Linked DNA regions of Macaca mulatta: region 2 is linked to region 1. Evidence: chromatin contacts called from public Hi-C data. All regions are on one chromosome and are shown on one strand. The core of a region is the stretch at or near the end of the contact, and the rest is flanking DNA. Distances in the headings are between cores, read along the strand shown.

Region 1 (4,609 bases), core at 845-3,344:
CTCTTTTTCTTAAGAGTTTAGGTATTCGTCTGAAAATATTATTCAGATAAACGTATGAGTCCTGTGTTAACTGCAAAACTACTTAACAGCACACTTGTTAGAATACTGGTCGGCACTCTGATTCCATTTCGGCATTGTTTTTCCTTCGGTTCTATTGGGATCCTGGTTCTAACTGGGTCCTGGTAGTAACAGGCTGTAAGCGGCCCGGTGTATAGCATCATTTCTCAGTAGTATGGTGTGGTGCTGGTGGTTTATTTTCCCTATGCACACATGGCCTAATATGGAAGGATAGTTTGTATACATGCACGGTACATGATCATAAGACTCCTTTACAGAGTATGAAACTGAGGATTAGAGAAGTCAGATGAGTTTCCCAAAGTCTTACAGAAGGCTGATAGAAAAAACCAGAGCCAAGGCCAAACATGTTTCATCTCTCCTTCCACATTAGTTGAAATGTGAATAGCTGCTTGGAACACAGTATTAAGAAGGATTCCGAGGCTGTGTCCAGGCTCAGTGGGGAAAAAGTGCCCTGATTTGACCATTATACTGTGTACTCAGGGCCTAGTTTATTTTCCACAAGCAGCCATTTAAAACATGTCTCATCCAAGGCACGGTCCAGGGTGAGGAACCTCAGAGGATCAATGATGCAGCCTGTATTGTCACCGGGGCTCATCCCAAAGCAAATCCTGCTGAAGTTCTCCTCTGAACAACCCTTATCACTCATGCTAACATGTTGGATCCTGCAAGTCACAAATACGAAGGTATGAGCATTGGCCAAATCCCAGCTGGGAAGCTACACTGGGAAGGCGAAGACCCCTTTCCATCAAGATAACAGAACCTAGAAGGCCCATAGCATGGTGCCTTAGAGCATGTGGGCATCGGATGGGATCCTTGAAACTGCCAAGGGGTGTGTGACCTCTCCGAAGCCTCCAGGGATGATACTACTCCCTGGGGTGGTTATGCCAACCATGTTAGAGACAATGGTTTCCGTACCCATTGCCTGGGGCTGCCATAATAAAGTGCCACACACTGAGTGGCTTTAAACAACAGAAACCTATTGTCTCACACTTCCGGAAGTTTGAATCCAAGGTGTGTTAGGACCCTGCTCCCTCCGAAGGCTCCAGGGAAGAGTCTGTCCTCTTTGGCTTCTGGCGGCTTGCAGGTGCAGCCCTCCACTCCTCCTCCCCACGCGGCCTTCTGCCTATAAGGACACGAGTCCTACTGGATGAGGGGCCCACTAATTGATGGCTTCATTTTAACTTGTTACCTCTGTAAAGTCCCCATATCCAAGTATGGTCACACTGTGAGGTACTGGGAGTTAGGACTCCAACATAGCTTTTCTGGTGGACACAATTCAGCTCCTAATAATGTCCACACAACCCCAAGCAGGGCCTGGCACCCTGTGCGCTTTCTGCAGAGCGACTGAGTCAGGCCCTGGCCGTGTCTAGGCCATCGGTGACTACAGCGCCTGGACGGGACCGCCCACCACAGGCCCTGGAGGCTGCCCCACGGCCCCCTGACAGGGTCTCTGCTGGTCTGAGGGTCCCTGACCCGGGAAGCGGCCTCAGGAGGGGAAAGACTCGCGCTCCGGGCTCAGTGTAGCCGCCCCGAGCAGGACTGGGATTCTCACTAAGCGGGCGCCGTCCTACGACCCCCGCGCGCCTTCAGGACCACTCGGGCACGTGGCAGGTCGCTTGCACGCCCGCGGACTATCCCTGTGACAGGAAAAGGTATGGGCTATTTGGCAAACTAAGGCACAGAACCTGAGGCGGAAGCTGGGAAGACGCTGCCTGGTTTGTACCGGCCAAAGGGCCGGGGTGTCAGGCGCACAGAGTAGCTAGCTCTGCTGCAGGACCCGGGCCCGCGGGTCGGCACCAGCGAGGCTGCGCAGAGTGGCTCAGGTCCGGCGCCGCCGCACTGGACATGCGCCGACCCGGTCGGGCGGGAACACCCCGCCCCGCCCCGGCCCCGCCCCCGCGCGCCCCGGCCCCGCCCCCGCGCGCTCTCTTGCTTTTCTCAGGTCCTCGGCTCCGCCCCGCTCTAGATCCCGCCCCATGCCGCCAGCCCCGCGCCCCCTCGGCCCCGCCCCCGCGCCCCGGATATGCTGGGACGGCCCGCGCCACTAGAACGCTTTGCGTGCCGGCGCCCGCAGGTCCTCGCGGTCCGCACCGTTTGCGACTTGGTGAGTGTCTGGGTCGCCTCGCTCCCGGCAGAGTTGCGGGGCTCTGCCTCGGGACGGCGGCAGTCTCGAGTGGTCCTGCAGGCGCCCTCACTCGGGTCTGGGGCCGCCCTGACAGCCACCTACCCCGGGCGAACTCCAGGTGCGCCCCAAGTGCCTCCAAAGTGTTGCCCAGCCTTCCCCCGGGCCTAGGGTTCCTGGACCAAGCTGCGCTGCAGTGACTGTGGCCTGGCGTGTGGCGGGGTTCGTGGCAGCCCCTGCCTTACCTCCGGGTGCCGGCTCCAGGCCCGGGCCCCGGGTTCTTCCTGCCCCTCCATGCTGCCAGCTTTCCCTCCGCCAGCTGCTCCGGGAAGCTTCCAGAAGCCCCTGCGCGGGCCTTGGCTTGCAGCAAGCCTTTAGCATACTTGGGCAGAGTCCCATATTTCCTTCCTGCTGGAGGCCAAGTTCTAGGGGCCTCCTCCTAACCATGGCTGGTGTTTGTGTACCTCACACCCTAATTGTATTCATCAATACCTGGGAGTAAGCAAGGCTCGCTGGAGAGCCACACACACTGGGCGCCGTAATTCCCACATTGGTGACAACACCGCAGAGGAGTTCTGAACTATGTATTTCGCACTCCTGGGTTCATCATCTCCTGAAATCTCAGGGTGGTGTTTGCTCTCAGTTGCCTCAGCTGGGTAGCTGGCTTTCTATCCTGGAAAGCAGACTTTGTACATGTGTGTGCAACCTTTGCCTGCTGGGACCATCATCAGACTGAGGGAAGCGGCTTGGTCCGGAGAGGGGTCACCACAGCTGTTCTCAGTAGAATATTAAGCAGAGAGAGTTAAGCACAGAGAGCTGAGAATTAGACTGGTTATTTACATAGACATCCAAATATAAACCTATAGAGTATCTGTGAAGGCAGACTCTCCCGTCATCTGCCCCATCCCTGGGCAGGTGACTAGGAGATGGTTTTGTTATTTTCAGGGCCCACTCAGTGGCTAAAACACTCTGAGAGATGAACAGATTTAAAAAAAACGAAAGCTTAGCACACTTGGTGGGTGGGGCTGTGAAAACTTTGAAGGAAACCGCGTCAAGAGCCTGGCTGATTGTTAACAACACATTAACTCAGAGGGCCAGGATACTTGCTGGGACCCAGAGCGTGCCTGCAAGTAGCAGAGGAGAGCTGGCCTTACTCTGCCGCCTGTCGTATCTGTCTTCCTGGGCCCTCCCTCTCCTGTTAGAATTTGAATAGTGGGGTGGTATCTGCCACAGTCAGGGGCCTGGATGAAGTAGGCCTCCAGTACAGAGCTATACTCAGGTACTTTTCAATGTATATATTTTAATAATAATAAAAAATATCTGGGCCAGGCACGGTGGCTCACGCCTGTAATCCCAGCACTTTGGGAGCCTGTGGTGGGTGGATCACCCGAGGTCGGAAGTTGGAGACCAGCCTGACCAACATGGTGAAACCCCGTTTCTACTAAAAATCCAAAAATTATCCAGGTGTGGTGGTGCGTGCCTGTAATCCCAGCTACTTGGGAGGCTGAGGCAGGAGAATTTCTTGAACCTGGGAGGTGGAGGTTGCAGTGAGCTGAGATTGCGCCATTGCACTCCAGCCTGGGCAACGAGAGTGAAACTCTGTCCCAAAGGAAAAAAAAATCTGTATCACAATAACGATTTAACTAATAGTATTAGGCACTACTTTAAAAAGGCTTTGCTGTTAGTAAGGTTGAAAGAAATAGAGCCCTAGGTAACATTGGGTAGCACTTTGTTCAGCTGCTCAGATTCTTGAAACTTGTTGAGGTCTTACGTTGATATCACCTGGGGCTTACCTTTCATTGTTTGGGTTTCCTTCCCAGGTGTCTCAATCAGGGCCTCCTCTCTTCTTTTGCAGGAAGAAGGGGGCAGGAAGGCCTGAAAAAGAACTTGCCTTCCCCATTGCCCCCTTAGAGTTTGTTCCTCTCCAGTCTTCTTCCTACCCTTTCTTAGGACACCAAAGCCCTGACTCTTCTGGTATTTTATAATAAAATAAACTTACTAAATTGTCCTGTTTTGCAGAGGACATACGTTTAGGAGCCAGTGACTCAAACCTTCCGGTTGGTTTTTTTTTTTTTTTTGGTGTTAATACCCTTTTCAATTTATAGTATATTCTTTTTGATAGAAAGAAAATGAAGGCAAAACTGAATTTTCTGCATTATCTTTTCCTTTAGCATTATTCTTTGATTGTTTTTGCGCTTCATTCTGACCCCCTTCCCCAATATAAAGTTCCTTGTTCAGATCCACTTGCCGTGAGGTTTTTGACTTCCCTTTGGGACTCTAGTTCCTCCAGGGGACACATTGAACCTCCCAGACCCTGAAGGGCCCTGTACTCATTTGGCTCTTGGGCTGCTGCTACAGTCCTTCCTGACTCTCTGTTTCCTGGGACAGGTAGCTTTTGATCCAGCTACT
Region 2 (4,609 bases), core at 1,179-3,678, 490 kb after region 1:
CAATCACAAGACATTTAATAAAGCATATATGTCCTGTTCTAATGACAACATAAACTATTTTACCAATCGCTTCATTCATTCCAATAAATATGGAATTCTCATTAGCATGTCAAGGAAGCTCAATGGAAAACAAATACATGAGATCCATTTATCAGTGCCCTTGCCTCTGAAGCCCAGGACAACCCAGGCCCAGCAGTGAAAACTCGTGCAGAGGCATAAACTTTCTCACCTGTTTGGTCATTGAATCTATGAGGCGAACATACAGATCTTGCTCTGTTCTGACTCCTGCAAAAAACAGAGACAAATTCTCATCAGGATTTGAGTGCTGCACCTTGGGGAGGGCACACGGGGCACAGGAAGTCTGTAACTCAGGACTGCTGCCACGGTGATGCAGCAAAACTTAGGCAATCCCTTTGAAAGGGAGAAAGAGAACCCCACCACTTCTCGCTTAGTTTTTTTCCCTTTCTTAATTAAGAACCTTAAGACTCTTAGGGTTTGCATTTCAAGGTGCAAGGAATTTGCCTGGTGGAGAGCAGGCCTGGTGGCTGTGCGAGGTGGGCCCATGTGGTCGTTTATTTTTAGAAAAGAAAAAGCACCAAATGGAAACTGAGTGAGAGGCTGAACTCTTGCTAATGTCTCTCGAGGATTTAAAAAAAAAAAAAAAACTCGTTCACAGGAAGTAAGTTATGCTCCGTTTATGGAGCTACCCCCATCCCAATAATTAACATTAATTTGCAAAATTGAAAAAAGTCACTTAAAAGTGATGTTCTGCTGGAGCCCGTATCGATCTTTTTTTTACTTTCTACTTCAAGCCCCACCGGTTAATCATGTGAAGTGCCATCGACTTATTGATCGTTTATGTTTTGTTTTCCTTCTATGCCATGAGAAGATTTCGTGTTTACATCCATGTCATTTTAATCTCAAAATCTTTATGTCCTTTCACCAGCGCGGAAAAGGAGAGCCAGCCGTTGCAGGGGCGGCGAGCAGGCAGCAGGCACTTACCGTTGCTGTACAATAACTGGAGTTTATAGTGGATGCCGTTGTTGGTTTTCTCGTTGTTTGGCTCCTGAAAGTAACGATAAATAATTGCATTTAGTGCGATCGGTGTCAGGCGCGGCCACCGCGCTCGGTCCCCCTCCGCGACCGAGGCTCTCGGCCTCACACATGGCAGGATTCCTAGCTCGGAGCAGCGCGGTGATGTCACTTTCCTGCTGGAAGCCCAGCGTTCTCCTCGCCCCGAGTAAGTCCGAGGGCGCAGAGAAGTTGCCCAGCCCTCAGCGGTCCCGGGCGACCGCACGTGGCGGCGGCGGCGGCGGGGTGGCCTGGCGGAGCCGTGCCCGCCGCCGAGGGGGGCACTTGAACCCCCGCGCGCCGGCACCGCCTGACTCCCACTTCTAGAAAGAGAGAGGGTGTGATCGTATGTTTGCACTTACTTTCTCTTTCTCCACAAAGTCCACAAAAGCGGTCCTTTCAATCTCCACCGGCTGCCCCTGCCTGTCGTAGAGCGCCAGCACGAAGTGGAAGAAATTGGATTTCCGGAGGTTGGAAGGCGGCTGCTTCTCGAAGTGCGCCCGCGCCAGCCCCACGCCGCTGCGGGAGGAAAGAGACAGCGGCCCGGTGAGGAGCGCGGCGCCGGCCGGCGGAGGGGGCCGGGCCGGGCCGGGGCCGGGACCGGGGCGCGCGGGGGCGGCCGGTACGTACCTCTGGGCGGCCGTGTTGGCGTCCACCACGCCCGCCGTGTGCATCCACGAGCGCACCGGGTTCATGCCGCTGCCCAGCGGCTCCTCCTTCATGGTCGTCCCCCCGCGCGGAATATTCTCCTGAATCCCAAACATGAAAACTGTTGGCGGCGGCCGCAGCTCCCGGCCGAAAGCGTTTCCTCGAGCAGCGGCGCTCGGGGCTCGGCGGCAGGCGGCTGCCCTGGCCGCCCTCGCCCTGCTCGGCGCCTGCGGTCCGGCCCCGCCGCCGGCTTCAGCCCGTCCCGGGCAGGCGCGACATACACCAGCGGCCGGGCTCTCCGGACAGCCAGGGGCACGGAGGCGGCTCCACCGGCGGCGGCGGCGCTTCGAAGAAGCAGGACGCGGTGGCCGCGGCGGCGCTTGTTGTTGTTGTTGTTTGCAGGCGCGCTCAACGTGGTGTCATCCTAGCCAGGCGGCGTCCGCGGCTGCAGGACACTGCGGGATCGCCCGCTTCTGGCGCGGCCCGCCTGCTCCAAAGACAAATAAACGGGGCAGTGAGTGCTGCGGCGCAGTCCCGGGCGCAGGCGGGGCGCGGCGGGGCCTGGAGCGGCGCGCGCAGCGGACGGAGGCGCACAAAACTCAGCCCTCTCTCCCCGAGGAATGGACCCTTTCCCGGGAGCCAAAACTCGAAGCCCCCGGGAGCGGCGCTGTCAGAGGGTGACGTCGGGGGGCGGTGCCTGCGCCATATATGGGAGCGGCCGCCCCTCGCCGCGCCCCTCGCCGCCGCCGCCGCCGCGCTCGCCGACTGACTGCCTGACGGCGCCGCGAGCCGGCCCGAGCCCCGCGAGCCCCGCGAGCCTCGCCGCCGCCGAGCGCCACCGAGCGCCGCCGCCGCCCCCCGCCACGCACCGCGGCTCCTCGCGCCCAGCCGCGGCCAAGGAAGTTACTACTCACCCAAATAAATCTTGAAAAGAAACAAACGCAGCCGCTGCACAACTGCAGCTTGGCCCCTTAATACCTGCCTGCAAAACCTGCCACACAGTCAAACACGATGGGCGGGGCGGGGGGCTGTAAAATGCCGAAGCGCCCCAAGTTGCCCAGATGCATGCAATAAATGCAAGGGGCTGCAGCTCTGCCTGGGGCCGCCCGAAGGAGAAGTGGGAAGAGGCAGATCAACCGCAGGGAGGGCGCCGGAGGGAGGAGCGGGCAACGGACTGGGAGGAGGGGTGCCCAGGGCTCCCCGGCCAAGGCTGGGCGCGCAGCTCAGCCTGATTTCTAAGCAGACCTAAGGCTGCTGCAGGGCCGGCCAGTCCCCTTCTGAGCCCCGCCGGACACCCCAAGCTTCCTACCCCGGCGGAGGCCTCCGAGTGCCGGGCAGGGAATCCACGTCGGAGGCAGGTTCTGCTAAAAGCTCCCTCTCCCCCGGTGGCCGCGGCAGACCCCGGTCCCTGGCCTGTTCTTAACGCACAGCGAGTGACAAAGAAGGCTCTGGTCTCTCCGGGCCGACGGGAAGCGCGCCCGGCCTCTCCGGCGACCCGGAGCCGGGTGTCTGGCTGCGCGACCTGCGCGGTGGCCAGACCGCCCTGGAGCCAACTGCTCCAAAAACCGAGCGGGCGCCGCGGGCTCTGTGGCCGGGCCCTCAGAGCCGCCGGACCCGGGTGAGCGCGCGGCGCGCGGCTTCCCGACCTGGTTTCTAGGAATCAGGAGGGCAGCCGGGCGCGGGCAGCCTGTGGGCCCCGTGGCCCAGCTCCTGCAGCCGGGACTCCGCGCCCAGGCGCGCGGCCCGCCCAAAGGACGTCTGCGCGACACAGAGCAGAGACCCAGGGGACGACCAGGAACTGTCCCAGGCACTTCCCTGCCAAGAGAAATCAGGCCCTTTTGATTAAAAAAAAAAAAAGATTGCAGGGCGCAAGTGTGTCGCAGGGCAGCCTCCTCCCGCCGGGTCTGGGGCAGCACTCCCTTTTCCCGTGAATTGGCAGCGTGTGTACGTTAATATTTTAATTAATCGGGAAAATCGAAGTCCGATTCACGTTATCTGGGGACCCCCACGCCTCTTGGAAGGAGTGAGAAAAAAGATGTGTTGGAAAGAGATCTATTTTGCTGGTGTTGGGGGTTAATGACTATTGCCAAAGATAAGTGAATTATCAAAGCTGTTGCGCCAGTCCCATCTCAAAATCCATTACGGTGCCGGCCGTCTAATTAAATACGTAAGTATAATAAAATCATATTTTATGACTATTTGAGGGTAATGAGATTAGTCTTTAGAAGCGATCGCCACATATTAAAGATGCCACTGTCTATAGAATGTTAATAACCTTAAATCAAAGTGTATGGAAACTATTCATGATAAATTAAAAGAAAATTTCTGTATTCCTAATAAGCCCAGCGCTTTCCACTCTCGGCAGACCCTTGTGTAGTAGGGAACACTTTCTTCGTGGAGAAACAACGCAAAATAAAGTTGGCCATCGGGGGAGGGTGGGTTTGAGAAACGCTTTGTCTCTGCGTGTTTAGCTGCTTGGGGGCTCACGCAGGGCCAGCGGCCAGGCAAGCGTTATTGTCAGAATATGCAAAGTGCCTTTTCGGGAAAGATGAAGTTGGAAATAGGAAACAATGCTTCCTTTATAGCACACTTCCTAAAATGTCCAGCCTGTGCCCCTTCCTTGCGCTAACGAAAGTATCATGCTTAAAATCATTTACAGTATCTTTAATTCAGATTACACGCGCCAAGGCGATTTAAATCTGATTACCAAATTAGAAGGTTTAAAAACAAATCCTTCTAAATCTGATACTGTTGACTAAAGAGGAAAAAAAAGTTCTATAAGCCCATCACATAAGGTAACGATCCTGCCCCAGAAAGAAAAGGGGTTTTAAACCTTTTTGACAACAAATGCAGCTGCCCCACTATTTTGGACGATATTAAGCGAAAATGA

The links. Hi-C and Micro-C count contacts between places; a contact is called where the count stands out from the background.
Region 2: a Hi-C map of liver shows a contact between it and region 1, with 2.7 times the contacts expected there. The contact joins the promoter of EBF3 here to the promoter of MGMT in region 1. A contact is called at or near these places in 2 of 14 Hi-C or Micro-C datasets (fetal cortex germinal zone and liver).

The regions. Positions count from the first base shown.
Region 1 is chr9:141,517,648-141,522,256 of T2T-MMU8v2.0, forward strand. MGMT (O-6-methylguanine-DNA methyltransferase) reads left to right here and starts at 2,095. Exons shown (of 5, transcript NM_001257605.2): 1 at 2,095-2,182. The coding sequence starts at 2,102. LOC114670071 (a long non-coding RNA gene) reads right to left here and starts at 2,532. Exons shown (of 7, transcript XR_013397867.1): 1 at 2,446-2,532.
Region 2 is chr9:142,005,108-142,009,716 of T2T-MMU8v2.0, forward strand. EBF3 (EBF transcription factor 3) reads right to left here and starts at 2,429. Exons shown (of 15, transcript XM_077945625.1): 1 at 1,702-2,429; 2 at 1,434-1,590; 3 at 1,003-1,066; 4 at 230-285. The coding sequence starts at 1,835.